Regions from separate parts of the Capra hircus genome. Here all the other regions are linked to region 2. A link is a contact called in public Hi-C data. All regions are on one chromosome and are shown on one strand. The core of a region is the stretch at or near the end of the contact, and the rest is flanking DNA. Distances in the headings are between cores, read along the strand shown.

The links. Hi-C and Micro-C count contacts between places; a contact is called where the count stands out from the background.
Region 1: a contact with region 2 is called in a Hi-C map of blood, with 3 times the contacts expected there. The contact joins the enhancer-like site here to the promoter of COTL1 in region 2. A contact is called at or near these places in 4 of 5 Hi-C or Micro-C datasets (blood and liver).
Region 3: a Hi-C map of blood shows a contact between it and region 2, with 2.9 times the contacts expected there. The contact joins the enhancer-like site here to the promoter of COTL1 in region 2. A contact is called at or near these places in 3 of 5 Hi-C or Micro-C datasets (all in blood).

The regions. Positions count from the first base shown.
Region 1 is chr18:12,116,296-12,118,995 of ARS1.2, reverse strand. No RefSeq gene overlaps it. Among named protein-coding and RNA genes, the nearest start is that of TLDC1, 13 kb to the right of the region's middle. Within about 2 kb of position 1,300, at least 1 of the 5 cell types and tissues checked has an H3K27ac peak or open chromatin away from gene starts, as enhancers often do.
Region 2 is chr18:12,210,143-12,212,894 of ARS1.2, reverse strand. COTL1 (coactosin-like protein) reads left to right here and starts at 1,348. Exons shown (of 4, transcript XM_005691841.3): 1 at 1,348-1,654; 2 at 1,924-2,006. The coding sequence starts at 1,578.
Region 3 is chr18:12,282,412-12,285,111 of ARS1.2, reverse strand. The region is part of intron 1 of USP10 (ubiquitin carboxyl-terminal hydrolase 10); the gene reads right to left. Among named protein-coding and RNA genes, the nearest start is that of USP10, 21 kb to the right of the region's middle. Within about 2 kb of position 1,436, at least 3 of the 5 cell types and tissues checked have an H3K27ac peak or open chromatin away from gene starts, as enhancers often do.

The DNA.
Region 1 (2,700 bases), core at 51-2,550, 94 kb after region 2:
ATACACCCAAGACTCTCAACTCCAGTGTGGGTTCCACACTCACAGCCCATCTTGGTTGGGATCTGTTAAAAGGCTTGGTAGCCACGCGTGGCCCGTGGCTGCACTGAACAGTGATCCTTCTCAGAGGGGTGTTCCTGGGGGCCTCTTCCGTCTCTCCCGCTTGCCGGTTGTCTAGTAGAAAAGTTACTTCTCCTAACCTTAGATAAGTCGCTGCCCTCCTCTGAGCCTCAGTTTTCCTTTTCTGTAAAGTGGGACTGCTTGCGGCTCCTATGCTGTCCCGCTGCTGTGAGCATTAAGTGAGAGCTGCGTGTTGGGCACCCGGTTCAGGCCCGGCCCATCGTTCGCTGGGAGCTGACATGTACTGTAGTGTCACAGTCGAGAGCCCAGGCTGCAGCTGCATCTGCTTCCCCTACTGTTCTGGCACCCTCCTGCCTGGCTGCCTGCTTCTCCTGGCCCGAGCGTCTCTTCTGGTTTTAACTGCCGGGGAGGAGGAAGGCCTGTGTCTCCATGCATCTTTGGCATTTAACTCCTGCTTGTTAGCAGATACCCCGAGACACCCTGTAGTGAGCTGGCTGCAGGCTTGTAGGCCAGACGTGCAGAGACCCCTGCAAAGCTTCTGCAAAACTGAGGACTTCCTCTTTGAGCCCGGGGTTGAACCCGCAGCCGGGGCGCCTGATTTTCACCTTATAAGGCAACCCCTGGAGGCACAGGTGAGCCAGGCTGCAGGGGCCTCGCTGCCCAGCCCCCACAGCGCTCCCAGCGGAGCCTGTGCAACGGGGATGTGACACCTTTTATGGTTTTCGAGAAGACCGAGTACCACAAAAGCAGGAACCCAGAGCTTTATCGTGGTGAGAAGGGCTCGGTTGACCTCCCAGACACTGACTGCAAAACCAGGATGCAACTAACCCCGCAGAGCGCCTGGCTCGCAAAATACCGTGAAGGAGGCTGCTGAATGTGCCCACAGGAGGCCAGAGGTGGCCACAGGAATCAACTGCAGAACTTAAGCCTTGGGGTGGGGGGTGGCGGTCAAGGGATGGGGCTAAATCCCTGAGCCCCAGGGCTCATCCTTGGGGTCTTCCCTGCCAGCCAACTTAGGTTTTCCCGCACAGCCCTTGAACCCTGTTGTGTCTTCAAGGGACACTACCCTCTCAGCTTCCACTTCACAGTGGCATCTGGGGCAGAGGGCAGGAAGGTCTCTGGGAGGTGGGCTCTGACCCAAGGCCTGAAGGTGAGGGGATGGAGGAAGTGGGACCCTCGTCCTGGTGATGGAAGGGCCCGTGTGAGCTGGGGAAGTCGGTGCGCTCCAGGCCTGAGGCGTGGAGAGGTGGCTTGGCCTTGCCGTGGGGCCCACAGGGTCTGCCTTGGTTGGTGGGAAGTTGCTGGAGTGTTTTTTAAGTGTTTTAAGAGAGGTGTGATCTGGCTTAACTGGTGGAAACTCACTTAGCTACAAGGACACTGGCCTAGATGGAGTGGGGGGCAACCAGCCTCCATCCTGGGCACCTCCTGCGGGGCTGGATGTGGGGCGCATGGGGTGTGGGGGCGCATGCGTGATGCCAGGCTCTCCGGACCCCACATGCCTGGTGCTGCTCCCCGGGCAGGGTGGCATGGTCTGCTCTCTAACTGTTCTCCATGGCTGCCCCCTCCTGGATTTTTCCTTCCTGTGACCCCTTCAAGGACACTGATGGTGTTTAACTTGGATCATTGGTGGGACCGGAAGAAGCAAGAACCTCAAGTAGCTGTCTTAGGGTCCCCTTTGTAAACCCTGGGCTGTGTGTCTCCACTTTGTTCTCCCACCGTGTGGCAGGCACCCCCAGGCCCTTCTTCTTACCCCACCCCCAGTCTCCTAACTGAACCAGGAGAGACAGGAAATGGTTTAAAAAAGTAAAACCTTTGAGAGGTCCCTGGTGGCCTAGTGGTTAGGATTCTGGGCTTTCATTGCTGGGGCCTGGGTTCAGTTGCTGGTTGGGGAACTGAGATCTTGCAAGCCACTCAGCACAACTACCGCCTCCCCCCGCCCCCCTCCAACAAAAGGAAACCTTAGAACACACACACACGATCCAAGGAGCTTATTATGGAGAAGGCGAGCAAGCGTACAGAGAATAAACTGGACAGGGCCGACCTTGGCCGGGTGATCAAGGTCAACCCCAGCAGTGAGGATTCTCAGGGACCACATGGACCCTGGACACGTTGCGGTGCGAAGGGCACTCTACCTCTGGCGTCTTCATCCCCCAAAGTCCAACCCCAGTCTAACCATGAGGAAAAGCTCCGATGAATCCCGTTAGAGAGCCACCTTACCAAACACCTCTCCCGGTTATCAGTAACCAGGAAAGCCTGAGAAACTGTTACAGCCCAGAGATGCCTAAAGAGATGTGATGATTAAGGAGAATGTAACGAGGAATCAATATTGGTTCATCAGTGGTGATGGATGTTCAGCACTAATGTGAGACGTTAGTCACAGGGGAAACTCAGTCTGAGACACACAGGAACTCTCTCAGTATCCTCTTCTCAACAAGCCTGTAAATCTAAAACCTGTTCTGAAATGTTCATTGTGAAAACTGACCAGAGCACATTGTTTTGTGGTGATCATGAGCGCCACCTTGTGGGCACATGACTACATTAGCTGTGCCGCGTCTGGGCTTGGGAAATGAAGAGTCCTGCTTTTAGCCCCTCGGTGGTGGTTCCTTATTCTGTGGGAAGAGC
Region 2 (2,752 bases), core at 99-2,598:
CCCATGTGTCTGTTCAATGCTTGATTGATTTTTGTTTGTTTACCATTGATAATTAATTTTATTATTAATTAAACATTGTCCCTGACCTTTGGGGTTTCTATTTAAGATTTATTTTAGTTGATAACCAACAACAATGACCTTTTGTTGAATGTCTAACATATTTGTTTACAAATTTCATTAAACATTAATCATAAAGCAAACCTATGATGTCAGCTGTAGTTGTTGTTTAGTCGCTATGTTCGACTCTTATGTTGTCGGTACTATTACTATCCCATTGGAGGAAAGTAATCAGAGAGTTTTTGAGGCTTGTCCAAAGGCCCACAGTTAAAAAGAGGCAACACTGGATGCAATTCAAGAGCCGAGTCTTGGGGGGTCCAGCCTTTTTACTTGCCTCAACCCTGTAACTGGTCTTTGTGGAATGATTGCAGGAGGGAATGAATGAGTGAGTCAGTGAGGGAAGGAAGAAGACAGAATGAGTCAGCTCCTGCCCTCAGTGGAACCCAAAGGGGGAGATAAGATGTGAATGCAAATAACCAGAGCACAAAGTAAACAGTGATCCCACCAGTGTTTTGGAAGCAGTCTACTTTCTATCCCCTCCTATTTAACAATCTTACTTCTTTCCAATTTCTCCCTACCTAGAAACCACGGAGCCCAACACTGGGGCGGGGCAGTTTGATGCAGTAAGTCACCCATGTGGAGCTTCCCTGTGGAGCTCTGAAGCCCAGGAGCCCTGGTGGGGAGGAGGGAGGTAGAGGAAGGGATAGGGAGGAGGGGGGATGCAAAGTGAGAGAGAGAGACGACAAAAGCTTGAAGACAAGGAATAGGAAGGAGGTAAACGGAGTTGTTGTTTGGGGGGGATAAGGAGGACTAGGGGTAGGAGGTGGGGGAAGGGAGGGGAGGTGGGAATAGGGAGGCAGGAGGGAGAAGGGGTTAGGGAAGTGGGAAGAGCAAGGGGAGGAGGTGAGGTGAGGGGCGGGTAGTGAATGAGGAGGGAGACTCAAGGAGGGAGGAAGAAGAGGGACTAGAGAGAGGGAAACGAGAAACAGGGCTTGGGGAGGAGGAAATGGGGGAGGAGTTAGGGGAGTGGGAGAACAAGAAAGGGTTGGGGGAGGGAGAAGAGAAGAGGAGGAGGAAGGAGAAGAAGGGCGAGGGAGAAGAAGAGGGGAGGAGAGAGGGGGAGGAGGGCGAAAAAGCCCCCCTCTCCAGCCCCCTTCGCAGGGTTGCGCAACCCACTCGGGCTGGTATTGGCCGCTGGTGAGTAAAGACGCCACGCCCCCGATACGCGCTACGACCAATAGAAATAGGGGGCGGGGCTTAATACGTCCTGGGAGGCCAATGGGCGAGGGGGGGCGGGACTGCGTGGCCTGGGTCTAGCTTGCGCTCCTCGCGCATTCGGAGCCACAGCCGCTCTCGGAGCTCGGAGCTCGCCTTCTCTCGCTGCTGTCGCCAACCGCCCGCCCGCTTGCCCGCCCGCCTTCCGCGCGTCCCCGCCCCGCTCCGCTCCGATCCCTGCAGCTGGCCCCAAGCGCGCTCATCTTTCGCTGCGAGCACAGTATCCCCACTGCGGCCCCGCGGCGATGGCCACCAAGATCGACAAAGAGGCTTGCCGAACGGCGTACAACCTGGTGCGCGACGACAGCTCGGCCGTCATCTGGTGAGGAACTTTGCATTGCTCTTCGAGCCCCGCTGGCCTGAGCTCGCGAGGGGCCTGGTGCGCTGAGCCGTCTTCCAGACGGGACGGATTAAGGGTCATCCCCGTGCGGTCTCCCCGCAGCCTTAACCCGGGACAGCGTGGAAAGCCAGCGCTGGCTTTTCGCTAGCCAGAGCATCTCTTAGATTGTTCTGTGGAAGCTCGGCACCGTTCAGGCACCAACGCTGATGTGTATGTGTATGTGTGTGTTTTTCTCTTCTCCCAATCCAAAGGGTGACTTTTAAATATGACGGCTCCACCATCGTCCCCGGCGAGCAGGGAGCGGAATATCAGGACTTCATCCAGCAGTGCACAGGTAGGGAGACACGCCTTCTGGGGGACTCCCGGTCTTTTGGAACAAGGTCAATGCTAGGGAGGAGCCTGAGGCTACCCTGGGCGCCCCCAGCGCTGGAGGAACCAGATTGGAGCGTTCTAAAGCCTCCACAACGCCTTCTCTCCTCTGGGCATCCAGAACAACCAGAGGTGACCGGCAGCCTCCTCCCTCTCACAGTAACCTTTTCAGGCGGGACAGCTCCTTTGCCCCCATGGTCACTAGCTTTCCACCGTTAACTCACGGAGTTCCATACTCCAGGGTCCAGCCCTCCCGGGTTTCCCCTTTCATCAGTCAGAGAGCCAAAATAAAAACAATCCTGGTGCTTATTGAAGGAGAAAGGAACGGTTAGCGACAGCCCCCTCCTTTCTCCTGCCATCGTTGTCCATGTGCTGGTGATGTGTTTTTGTTTGTAGAATATAGAGCAGGATATGAGCACGTACATGCCATATGATCCCATTTATGTGAAATTTTAGAAAAGGCAAAGCTAATCTGCAGCGTGGAAAGTCAGAAGAGTGGCCCCGCTTGTGGGTGGCTAGCCACTGACTGGCAGAGGCACATGGAAGGTGGGGTGGGGTCTCAAGGGGTTGGGGATATTCTGTATTTTGAATATTCTGCATTTGGGGAGGCAGTTACACAGGTGTGTACACAGAAGAAATCTGTCAAGCAAAATCTTTAGGATTTGTAAACTTTGTGCCTTTCCCTGGGTTGTCTTGAATCATTAAGTGGAA
Region 3 (2,700 bases), core at 187-2,686, 72 kb before region 2:
GTGGTTACTTTAAGAGAATATTCATGGGAAATACACATTCAAGCAGACAAGGAGGCTAAAGGGTCCCAGTGCATGTAACCCACCCTCAAACCTCAAAGGGTAAGAGAAAACGTGTCTGTATTTTCATGTGTTTTTGAGTTTGTACAGGTATCTGTATAAAGAGGGAGAGAACTTAAACACACCCCAATGATTAAGTGAGGTTCAACCCTAACCAGTCAATATGAATAAAAAATAAAATGGGGGCTCTTTGTACTTCTGCAATTTTTATAAATTTAAAATTATTTCCAAATAAAGAGCTTGCTGGGGCTGTTTTTAAACTAAAACTGAAAACACTCAGCTGTGAGGAAAATTTTTACCTACCCTCTTCTTATACATGTATGAAACATTTTCCTTCCTCTGGAGAATTAATAAATATAAAGTCTGTTTTTAAAGAAAAAGTTTTGGTGTTAAAAAAAAAGATAAAAATGAGTCAATGCCTGATTTCACAGGATTTACAATCTAGTGGGGAAGAAAATGGCACTGGCAATATGCATTCGTTTGTCCTGCAGGAGCAGCGAGAGCTGAAACTCATGACTGTGAGGCTGGCAAGGGAGGAAGTGCAATCCCACTTTCCCTGTCCCTGCCAAGCCTGCAGGGGCCGGCATGCCCAGGCACCCAGGCAACAGCCACTGCGAGCCCTCCATGGACCACAGAGCACTACAGAAATGTTGGCACTGTCATCAAGTGAGGCAGATCCCTGAGGTTAAAGCCAGGCCCACCAGAGTTGAATGAATACTGGAGTCAAGAGGAGGAACAAGAAAGCAACCACATATGCTCTTCTCCCAGCTGTGGTGCTGGGCCAGGGGGGCGGGGGGGGGGGGCCGGGGGAGGCCATGAGGGTCAGGACACAGCACAGGGTGCTGAGCCGCCCCATCCCCACTCTGGGAAGGGGCCTAGGGGTAGAGGGGTCCTCTCAACCAGAATAAAGCTCCACTTCCCCTCCCTTCCACTGACCCCAGCTCAGGCCTTCAGAACTCCTACTGTTACCGTCTGATTATTTTCCGATCTTTTCTAGAGAGAACATGAAAAATATATACACAAGAAACACATCAGGAAAAGGGGCAAGCCCTCGGCACAGCTAGGGTGGATGCAAGACACTTCACTGCAGCCAAGCTCCAGGGCGTGGCACTCTGAGTTGCCAGAGCAGACTCCAGAAGGCCCTCTAGGGCCTAGGGCTGTACAGCCTGCTAAAGGCACAGGCCGAACTGGAAATACCAGTGTTCCTGCTAAAGGAAAAGCAAAGACACAGCCTCAGCCCAGGAGAGGTGAGGAGAAGGAAAGGCGTTTGCCAGTCACCTGCGTGGTGCACTGCTGGCTCTCCAGGGATCCAATGCAGCCACAGGAAACAGCACCTCCTGCAGGAAGCAGGGACCCGGAGGACAACCCCCAGAGCAGGCACTAGGGGGCGCTGGAATACAGCTTCCAAGGTTTGCACTCTAGAAACAAGTCTTTGTGCAGGCTACCACCAAATTAGTGTCCTCCGCCTTCAAAAGGACTCAGGGACATAGGAGGTCAGCCTGAGGTAAAAACTTAGGCTACAAAGGCGTGATCAACAAACACTCTGCTGCATGTGTACTGCACTTCACAGATTCCACGGCAGTCAGGCATCTGTGAGCCAGACCCAGGCACAGTGTCCCAAGAACACTCAAAGCCCAGGCCTTCAGGGTCAAATGCCAGAAACAAGCACAGGAGGCAGAGTCTTCTCCTCCCTCCTCCCTCTTTCCCAACACAAAAGTGAATTTGGGAGGTAGGAGAAGATGTTAAGGACTAATACACTGGTGGCTCAGCAGTAAAGAATCCTCTTGCAACACAGGAGACATGGGTTCAATCCCTGGGTCAAGAAGATCCTCTGGAGAAAGGAATGGCTGCCCACTCCAGTATTCTTGCCTGGAGAATACCATGGACAGAGGAGCCTGGTGGGCCACAGTCCGTGGGGTTGAAAGAGTCTGGCAAGACTTAATGACTAAAGAACACTGCTCTGAGTGATAAACGCTTTAACTTCATCTCTAAAATCAGGGTATGCCAGACGAAATCCATCTCCACAGTTCTTCCCAGCTCCAAAAGGATCTCCTGGATCTAACCCGGAAAAACACAGCTTTGGGAATGTTCTCAGACTGACACGGCTACCAGGTGGCTGGCACCTGAACACATCATGCTGAGTGGAAGAGGCCAGACTCAAGGGCCACGCATTGCAAGAGTCCATTCACATGAACTGGGTGATATCCAGAAGAGGCAGATCCCCAGAGACAGCAAGGAGAAAGAGGGTGGCTGCCAGCGGCTGGGTGGGGAGGGATAAGGGAGTCCCTGTTATGGGTATGAAGCCTCTTTCTGGAATGATGAGGTGTTCTAAAATGGACTGTGGGGGTAGCTGCACAACTCTGTGAATATACTAAAAACCACCAAAATGTACAGGTATTGAAATGGGAGAACTATTAACAAATGAAGTTAAAAAAAAAATCAGATCAGTACTTGCATAAAAAGAACCATTCAAATTTCTTTTTTTTTTTTTTCACCAGGACCCAGTACCTGATGGATGGTGACATCTACTGAACAGTTACTGCTCAGTCTTAACTTTGGAAATTGGTGTGGGTGGCCTAGGGAACACCTGGAGGCGACAATGTTCAATACACAGCAGGAATTTCATTGATTTAATAGCATGTA